Linked DNA regions of Bombyx mori: region 1 is linked to region 2. The links are chromatin contacts, called in public Hi-C maps. All regions are on one chromosome and are shown on one strand. Each heading gives the region's core, a stretch centred on a gene start, on an enhancer-like site or on the middle of the called end of the contact. The rest is flanking DNA. Distances are from core to core; before and after follow the strand shown. Region 1 overlaps LOC101735337 (protein muscleblind). Region 2 overlaps LOC101735337 (protein muscleblind).

The links. Hi-C and Micro-C count contacts between places; a contact is called where the count stands out from the background.
Region 1: a contact with region 2 is called in a Hi-C map of whole pupa, with 1.8 times the contacts expected there. The contact joins two enhancer-like sites. A contact is called at or near these places in 2 of 7 Hi-C or Micro-C datasets (posterior silk gland and whole pupa).

What each region holds. Positions count from the first base shown.
Region 1 is chr4:6,965,344-6,970,399 of ASM3026992v2, forward strand. All of the region lies in intron 2 of LOC101735337 (protein muscleblind), which reads right to left. Among protein-coding and RNA genes, the nearest start is that of LOC134198751, 100 kb to the right of the region's middle. Within about 2 kb of position 2,263, at least 3 of the 8 cell types and tissues checked have open chromatin away from gene starts, as enhancers often do.
Region 2 is chr4:6,869,791-6,875,331 of ASM3026992v2, forward strand. The region is part of intron 4 of LOC101735337 (protein muscleblind); the gene reads right to left. Among protein-coding and RNA genes, the nearest start is that of LOC101747130, 31 kb to the left of the region's middle. Within about 2 kb of position 3,956, at least 3 of the 8 cell types and tissues checked have open chromatin away from gene starts, as enhancers often do.

The sequences.
Region 1 (5,056 bases), core at 1,013-3,512, 94 kb after region 2:
ATCAGTCAGGTGTGCGACGTTAGAAGCACCTACCACCCCAGAAACGCTAATAACAAAATTCCGACGCCCCTGTTTGTTTCTCTAGAAGGGGTGAAGATAGATATCCCAGTGCGTAAGGATGGGTTTTTCGTTTTCAACACTCACAAAGAGCGATCTCGCCAAAAATCATCATCCAATAAATTTAGCAACCTATATTTTCAATACTTTTACGAAATGAAATTTAGTGCTGGATGTGCCTCGCGGGTAGGTAAATTTTTTATTTAAAAATTATTAATTATTGCTCAACAAATATTCCGCAACCGTACATATTTCCGGAATAAACAGTAGGTGTTTATTGTCTCGTCGGTGTTTCAGTTAGGACTGGGTGGGTTTAAATTGTACATACATCATCATCATCAACAGCCCATAGTCGTCCACTGCTGGACATAGGCCTCTCCCAATCTACACCACTGAGCCCGGTCTGCAGTTCTCCTCATCCACTTCTTGCCGGCCACCGTGCGGAGGTCATCGCACCATCTAGCCAGGGGGGTCCCACGTTACGTCTTCCGCTGCGCGGTCTCCACTCCAGAACCCGTCTGCTCCAGCGATCGTCAGTCCTACGGCATATATGGCCAGCCCACTGCCACTTCAGCTTGTTGACTCTTTGAGCTATGTCGATGACTTTAGTTCTCTGTCGAATAATCTCATTCCGGATTTTATCCTTCAGAGAAACTCCGAGCATGGCTCTTTCCATTGTACATACATATTTAAAAAAAATCCTTGCAAACCTTTCCTTGGATTTTTATGGGATTCCTTCTATTTCGAAAGTTTCAAAGCAAATTAATCAATACACTAAGCTCGATGCGAATCTTCTACAGTTTGAGACGCAAGAACATTCCAATGACCCTTCTTGGCCAGTTGACATACTGAGCCAAGAAACGGTAGGTAGGCAGCGGCTTGGCTCTGCCCCTGGCATTGCTGAAGTCCATGGGCGACGGTAACCTCTCACCATCAGGTGGGCCGTAAGCTCGTCTGCCTACAAGGGCAATAAAAAAAAAAGTAAAGTATTGAGCATTCATCTTAGATTGCCGTTCCTACTGGTAGCCTAAATGGCTATTCCAGCAACGCCCGAACGATTAGGTGAGCTTACGGGCTCAACCTGAGAGTGTTTGCTAACACTAGCCCTAGGAAGAGCAGTGATTCGCGGAATCTACCACCGGCTCAGAATCGCGACCCGCTGAGAAGATCCGGCGAGAAACTCAGTAGTGTCAATGGGTTAGCAGGCTCTACCCCACGATCTGCAAACGGAGTACACGTTTCCTTTGTAATAAGATCACATTTTATTTTATTTAATATGACCGATCATTACTAATGCAGTGTTTGCTGACGAATCGTACCAAAAGGTTTGGTTCAGAAGGGCGAGCACCCGCTCGTGGTCTAACCCTCATGGGAGGGATGGTGGTATGTCTTCGTCGCACAAATCGGTTTCGACGCAGCGAAAGTTCCGACGCAGCGAAAGTTCCGACGGCATAGGTTGCGCCGTCGTTTAGAGGGGTTTCAGAAAGTAATGTAGAGTTTCGTTTCGCGCTAAGCCCGTCGCTTAGCTGAAAGCTGGGCTTGGTTTAGTTCTGTGTCATCCGAAACTAACTGGATATGATTCATAACGGCAATACAGGAGCAAACCACCTTCGAAGCACGTTCTGATAAACCAACCTATACTACTTTGGATGCTGTTGGACCTTACTAGTTTAAATGCTAGTAACAGTCGTAGCACGGTTGATAGAGAAAGTCAACTTATAGCATTAGTCCGCTGAACTTTTCTATAAAATTTTCTGAACTGATTGCGATTATAAGTGGTTTTCATCTTAACGATTAATAAAAATGTATAAATGAGACACCGTTTTTTTTTAAATATGCATGTCACTAATTATAGAATTGTCCCGGCCACGTGGCGCTGGCGCCGCATGCCTCGCGCATCGTAGATAATAATAATAATAACAGATGACCTAATAGTAGGGGAAACCGTCACGACGAAATTTTGGCAGGTAACTTAAGTTTTCTAATAAACTTTATCTATACGTTTTGTACGTTTGTGATGTTTCCGTTTTGGTATCTAATACAAACACTTAAAAATTGAATATTTTTTATTGAGCATACAGAATTACTGTTGTCAGAGGAGCAAAACTATGAAGGCGATGGGTGGCTCGACTCGCCACTGTCCGAATGGCTCAATTACAGTTAATTCGCAGCGCATACACATTCGGAGCTAGGTGCATGCATGTGTATCGTCCGCAATAATGTATGTAAATGCATGCGACCGGCCGCGGCAGCCGTCGACGCTCACAATATTGCGACATTAAACAGAATATGGCCGGCGAGACGAACAATTTCGACAAAAGTCGGCATTTACAAACGTTACGCTTTTAGTCATTTGGATGAAGTTGTTTTAGAAATCACTACTTTGTGTACTGGCACTTGACGTTTGGTCGTGCTATTTTACGAAAAATATTAATCTTAATATACCTAGTCAGGTCATAAGTATTGTCACACAGTAAAAACTTTTCTTTTAGAATGCTGGCCACAAAAAAGTTTAATGAATTCGAATTTCGAATTGTTCATGAAAATAAAAATGTATACTTTTAGAATTTTACTCATTTTTAAATATGGAGTGGATGCTTAAAGAAGACCGTGTTGCAGTTATTGCGTTGCATCGTTGCGGTTACGCGCCAATTCAAATTTTTAACATACTGAAAAATTTTAATATAACCAAAAGATTCGTTTAACGTAACATCAAACGATACAATGAAGACTCTAGTGTAGATGACAGGACAAGAAGTGGTCTCCCTCGGTCTGTTAGGACTCCAGCAGTGATAAAAGCTGTGAAGGCGCGAATTCAAAGAAATCCCAAACGTAAGCAGAAACTGTTGGCCCTTCAGATGGGGTTAAGCAGAACCACGGTGAAAAGGGTGTTAAATGAAGACTTAGGGCTTCGGGCATATCGAAGAAAAACAGGACATCGTTTGAATGCTCGTCTAATGGACCTGAGACTGAAGAGATGCCGCGCTTTGTTGAAGCGGTACGCGGGAAAAAAATATCGGGAAATTCTTTTTTCGGATGAAAAAATTTTTACCGTAGAAGAGAGCTACAACAAACAAAATGATAAGGTGTACGCACACAGTAGTGAAGAAGCGAGCAACCGTATTCCGCGTGTCCAACGAGGTCATTTTCCATCCTCGCTCGTGGTATGGTTGGGAGTTTCTTATTGGGGCTTAACAGAGGTACATTTTTGTGAGAAAGGTGTAAAAACGAATGCAGTTGTGTATCAAAATACAGTCCTGACGAACCTTGTGGAACCTGTTTCTCATACCATGTTCAATAACAGGCACTGGGTATTCCAACAAGATTCGGCGCCAGCTCATAGAGCGAAGAGCACACAAGACTGGCTGGCGGCGCGTGAAATCGACTTCATCCGGCACGAAGACTGGCCCTCCTCCAGTCCAGATTTGAATCCGTTAGATTACAAGATATGGCAACACTTGGAGGAAAAGGCGTGCTCAAAGCCTCATCCCAATTTGGAGTCACTCAAGACATCCTTGATTAAGGCAGCCGCCGATATTGACATGGACCTCGTTCGTGCTGCGATAGACGACTGGTCGCGCAGATTGAAGGCCTGTATTCAAAATCACGGAGGTCATTTTGAATAAACTTTAGTGTCATAAGAATCTATGTTTTGTTAAGTTTATTTTGGTATATGAATGGTTACATAATGAATAAACTTGTTTCAATTATTTTACACTGAACATGTGACAGAATTTATGACCTGACTAGGTATATAAATCACGTGTCACGTTGTTTGTCCGCGATGGTCTCCTGAACTACTTAACCGATTTTAAATTAAATTTGCACATCATGTGCAGTTTGATCCAACTTGAAAGATAGGATGGTTTTTATTTCGATTAATGGTCGCAATATTTATTAGTTAACAATAAAATGATTTCTTATGTTGATTTTTGTTATTAATTATAAGTTTCATAAGTCTAAAAGAGATGGCGCTTTAAATTAGTTTTTACAGACAATTGTAATACTGTCTGACATTAATATCTCATAGATGGCGCTGTGTTAAAAATACCAACGTTTCACATAAGCTACAATTTAATGGCATAAACACCACGTGTTGCTGAGGCTAAAGTATAAGTGAAACTTATTTCGTAATAAATGCAATACAGTGAAATCCAATGGTTCTTACTTTGTCAATTTTTGGTATTAGCATAGCCGGCCGCATGTTATTTAGAAACAAAAACCTTAGCCACAGCAACGTGTGACCGGGTCTGTTAGTATAATATATTTATCAATTTTCGTATACTGACAAAGTGATCTGTAAGAAATCTGTCCAGTCTCCGAGGAGACCCACTTAGCGCTAATTATCATAGAATACAAGTAATACGGTAAAAACAACATCGCACTAACAACATTTTCTAGATAAGCAAAATAATATCGACAGCTATAAAACCATAGAGTCAGTTGTTGATCAGTAATATTTATTTTCCTAGGAGCTGGGCATTAATAACTAGCTCTATAAATTTGGAGCTTAATCACGATAGTCCTTTAATGTGAAGAGTACAACGGTCACCAGCGGTCTCATCTGTATTGTTGCTATGGACAACTTATGCATAGTTTCAGGAAGATTGAGCCTTATTAGTGTTAAATTAGGACGGATGTGTCTATTCGTGGGCGTATGTAACAATATGGTACAGTAATCGGCACGAATCGTGAGATCTGACCTTGATGTGCACATAAGTGCATTTTTGGGTCTGTTTGGGGGAACGAGGCAAGAACGGGGGTGGCGCCGCCCATATCGATTACGTGACTGGATCGTCCCTTGCGTCACAAACCGTCAGTTGTGCTTGGTTTCCTGTGTTGTGCACGCGCATCACTGCAGCAAACTACACTTTCGTGCAATTTTATTAAATTTATATTAAGTGTATTAGCTAGGTTTATTAACCATACATTTTTTATCAACTTCATGTATTTCGTCCAGGCACCAACTTCTTATGAATAATGTACTGTGGATACATGA
Region 2 (5,541 bases), core at 2,706-5,205:
TTTTTATTGCCCTTGTAGGCAAACGAGCGTACGGCCCACCTGATGGTGAGTGGTTACCATCGCCCGTGGACTTCAGCAATGCCAGGGGCAGAGCCAAGCCGCTGCCTACAATCTCTCTCGTAGAATCGTGCTGCGTTTCGTTTAGCTACCAAACTAATGACCGTCTCCGACATATAGATTTCCTTGATACTTTTTCATCCACATATTGCATGCGCAAAATCATGAAATGTGAATTATGATCCATTAAAGATCACTTTATTAAGTATGTCTAAACTTTTTTCTGTGTGCCTTTGAAACACTATATATCCTATTTGTGATAAGTTTTGTAGAGTTACCATTATCCACACCCTGTATAAAGTCAGACACGGACGTGGTTAGGTCACCTAACCAGTTTACTCGTGCTGCTTGGGTAATAAGTCTATTAGCAATCAACTACCAGACCGTAGTTATCAAGACGTAGTCGAATTCAAATGCGATATCGCTAACTAGATTATTAACATCATATACGCATTTGTTTGTACTAGAGGTCCCGCAGTAGTCGAAATTCGACTATAATTAATTGGAATTTAAGTTTGTACACTATTATGATTGTATTTTATACTTCTATAATCACAAATTTCGCCAAGACTACACTATAAAAAAATTAACAAACAATATTTAATCTATTCTCAATTTGACAACAGACGCCAAGAACAAAAGTTTGACAATAAATAGTATGCATGCGTGTGTGCGTCAAATACATGGTATGTAGTGTGTGTAATGTTTTCTTTATTGATTTAATGTATCTTTTATGCATTATTTTAAAAAAACATTAGCATTGTGCACTTCTTCTCTATATTCTCTATAAGTGTGCAAAATTTCATACTCCTACGTCCGCGCAATTTTCGTAAAAAGGGATACAAAGTTTTTGCTTCACGTATTAATATATAGAGGTACGTGATTTGTTTGTATGTACGTGATACGTGTCAATTTTCCGTCACGTTTAGAATTTATTTTAGATAGATGAGAATTCACAAATGACTACGGCATTAAGTACAGATGAAACTTGTAAACGTTTAAGCGTAGTGATCAATGTTCACATTACGTCGATGATGCGTAGCGTTAACTTCATACATCAGGCCAGTGGCGCAGAACGTCCCGGGATCGGCCCGTTTAACGTGACGCAACGTGAAGTCATTCAGTATTTTCAGGGGCCGGAAAAATCGGGTCGTGTAAAAACTAATTCAGTATACACACAGTTCGGATAAAAAACAGATTTAACTCGAATCAATTTTGACTTTCAGTAACCTTTGCATTATTTTGCATAAAATGAATGATGTATTTTAAAAGAAAATGATTTTTCAATGATGTATTTTCGATTCATCACTAATACCAGGCATCGAAATGAGAATTTACTCAAACATTGAGAAAGTGTATTATCGAGATTGTGCATTGATTAATTTTGCAAAGTTGCGGTTTCAATAAACAAAGAGGTGAACATAAAGGCGATAACTACGATCGGGACTAACTACAAAATAAAGAGCTTTTAGTACGAACGATAAGGGAAGTTTAAGAGTTTTCGGGCGGGGGTCGCACCGATAAATTGGGCGGCACTTAATTATGATCTCGGGCGGCATCTTGCAGGCGGCTAATATCCCGGACTCGTTTAATGCTCGAACTTGTAGCCTCAGCTCCGGCGGGCGTGATAAATCTCCATCTGTGCCCCGTGCGGTCCGACCCCTATCTACCTCTCATACTGTTGTGCATCAAATCGTATTAAGGAAACAGAATTTTGTTTTTTTTATTGCCCTTGTAGGCAGAGGAGCATATGGCCCACCTGATGGTGAGTGGTTACCGTCGCCCATGGACTTCAGCAATGCCAAGGACAGAGCCAAGCCGCTGCCTACCGTAACCAACCGTACCCAAAGAAATGCTTACCGGTTCAATCTGACTCATAAGGCTTGCGAACGTTTTTCATTTTAAGTACATATATGAGCTTAATCCAAACGAGTAGCCTTCGTATTTCATACAAGCTTTAAAAGTCCGCAACCAGTAAACATAACGTAAATCTGTTTTCTAAAAATACCGAGCGGTTATTAACCACTTTGATTTATGGAAGAAAGGAAAGTTTGTTGGTTTTTCCGAATGTAACGATGTCGATATTATTAGGGTAGTACGAAAGTACATTAGGTAGAGTGGCGCACTGTTATTGCATCGTGTTACGTTAATGTCGCGTAAGTTGATGCGAAGCGACAACGCGGGGGTGCAGGGCGCAGTCGGCGCCACATTATCTAGGTATAATTAAAGCGGGCAAGACGACGGCGAGACGTTACGCCGTCCCTAACGACTTTTATGGCGTATGTAACATTGCCGGCACATAAAATAAATGTGCCGCCTCCAGCGCTTCGATATAGCACACAGTATTCACAGATTAATCGCCAGAATGTTTGCTCTCACGCCATACGACTGCCGTTACTCAGCTCATACGGCTACATAATGAGGTAAATATTGGAATGTGTTTTCCTTTTTTGAATACATCGCTTAAGTGTTCCGCATGTTAATATTGTATTTACGTTAAACGATACTTTGGGGGAAAACGCTTTTAAAATATGTTTTCGTAGATGCCTATAATAATTACGTATTTTTATCACTTGTCATTTAAATCTATTGATGAGTTAGTGTAAAATTTTAAAAACAAATCAAATCATGTGCTCAGAGCAATACTGAGATACAATTTCAGATTTAATACTGAATTTGGTTTAAAAATAAATACGCTTTAATCGCAAGCGGCCCAGAAATGATCTAGTTTTTATCCTGGTGATACAGATCCACATATTAATTAGGAAAAAAAAATTATAGATACAGGTCGAAATAATAAAAGCGTAATAAAATAATGACGAATTGACTTTCATATTGCTTTTCGTGAAGGTAAGCCGTTGAACTTCGTCTCTACGTTCCGTTCCTACATTTGAATCTTATATAGTCCACTTTAGCTTTATAGGCGACGGGTGCTTTCTTAGATGTTCAGAAAAGGCTGAGTGCACTTTTATTGGGTATGAAATACCACTGTAATTGCCACTCGGCGCCGAGTCTGTGACTGACGACTCTTGTACGTGCTAATTGTGCTATCTCATCAAAGGAACATGTTGTCTCAGAGATTATTTTTATGCTTCATTCATTGATAAACGATTTATGATTTAATTAAATTAACATTAGGTTTTTTTCTTTTCTTGCTTACATGGGTAGACGAGCTCACAGCCCACCTGGTGTTATTGAAGCCCATAGACATCTACAATGTAAATACGCCACCCATCTTGAGATAAAATATGTTCTAAGGTCTCAGTATAGTTACAACGGCTGCCCCACCCTTCAAACCGAAACGCATTACTGCTTCACGGCAGAAAGAGGCAGGGTGGTGGTACCTATCCGTGCGGACTCACAAGAGGTCCTACCACCAGTAAAGAAAAGAAGAAGAACAAAAGATTGAACTATAAATATGTGAATATTAAATATATGTAATGTGCTATAGGTAATACTAATAATTTGTCTATTAGGTGTATTATTGCGCGCTGTACATGTTTTCATGTGCATTTTATATTGAGAATCATGAGCCTATGGTATAAGAAGCTTTACATAAAAGGGGAAGTATTCAAAACAATAACCGCTTTTCATATCTCAATCCCCGAACAGCCATAATCTTGACAAATGACGGTCTTTCGAGTATAGTCGGCACACAGCGAGACGCATTGACAAAACCCCAAATAAACTGACGCGGACACATAAATAAGCATATTCGATGTTTTATTGAGTGGAGGAAATATGTAGGAAATAGTTTCCTGGGTCATTACGCGAGACATCAATCAAAAGGCTGGGTCACGTTGCGCGGACTCGGAAAACGTGCGAGTGGACTACAGTAGGTGTATTGGGGTCGATTTCCTATTACAACTTGCTTCGGTTGCTTGTTTCTGAGTGGAGCGAGGTTCGCGTGGTCGTAAACGACAATAAATAGTGAAGGAGCCTCAGGCTAGGTACGGCACGCAGTTGAACACACGATATCTGCATTGTGGGGCGGCGTCGTGGCGCCGTCGGGTCTGGAGTCGCGGCGGCGTCGCATACATCAGCACGCGAAAACTACGCTAGCGTCGCGGTTTGCTCCATGTTTTCACCCCTATAAACGTAATAGCAGCAGACTAATACCATCTTGTTCTAAAAACGGATCATTTGATAGCCTCAGATATTTTAGCCTAGTTTTCCATTTGCAGGTTCGCTTGTTGAATTTGAATTAAATTTTTGTTTTGTACATGTCTTAAGAAATATTTTTTATGTTTCGGGGCAACCGTCCTAGACCATGTAAATTTTTTTTTTAATCATTTATTATTTATTTTTAATTATTTATATTTACTATAAAATTGTATAATAGTATATGTTATTTAAAACAATTTAAAATTATTATTATCCCTTCTAAACGATTTTATACAAACAGAGTATTATATAAATTGTATTATTAGAATAGTACATATAATACATAGCTGTATTTTATAATTTAATATATCATAATTTAATAGTTTATCATTTACAATTTTAATTGGAATTATTTTTCAAATAAAGTTTTTACTATACTTATATTTTTAATTCAGATCTAGTGGTTCACAATTTTGCAAGGTAACCAAAAAGACCGCACGCGTCAAGACGACATGTACAACTTTCGTATAACAATAATATAGTTTTAACGTTGCATATTCGCAAATAGCTAACTGTTTTAAACACAAAGCGCTCGATTGATGTGGAACAGTGAAGCTAAAACCGATTCAGGCAACAACACTTTGTTTCGCACAAAGCAACACATCACTAACCGACCGTAGTTATGAATGCACCGAGCGTCGGAGGTGGCTCCACATTGCGAGGTGCAGCACCGTAGCTCTCCTATTATCCTATGCAAATCCGGATTTCCGAAATATCGTGCTCAGCCGCGGGCCACCTAGCTATCGCGGGCTATTAATAACGCGCCGTATTACAAATAGGAGCCTCCGAGCTGAGCCGTTTAGTCCGCCGACGAAATACACCGCAGCCGTATGTTACTTCATATTTCAGGGATTTCGTTGAGAAAAAATTAACTTGCAGCCGTTTTAGGAAAAACCATACACCGATTACTAAAAAAATACCGTATGCTCCTTTATCTTTATCTTCAAGAGAGAATTATTTCGTCGTCTGTATTATTAACAAAGGACTTTTTACTTTTACATAAATTTTATCATCAGATACGTTTCGTTCGTAATTTAATTTAATTTTAATTACATTATTAAACGACTGTTTCCATAAGCAGAGGCGGAAAGTTGAAAAGGCTAGAAACATTAACGTCGAAGAGAACACGACTCAACAATACACTTTCCGCGTGAATGCTAAAGTAACATTCTCAAGTCATTAAAATAATTAAGCACCTCCGGAATAATTCTCGACGTGGAAACTGTCTCGTCTGTCAGTAATACGTGTTTTCACGCGGTCACGGCCCTTATACCTTACTCGCTCTGCGGGAAAGCTGTTACTCTTATAATTTTCGCAAAA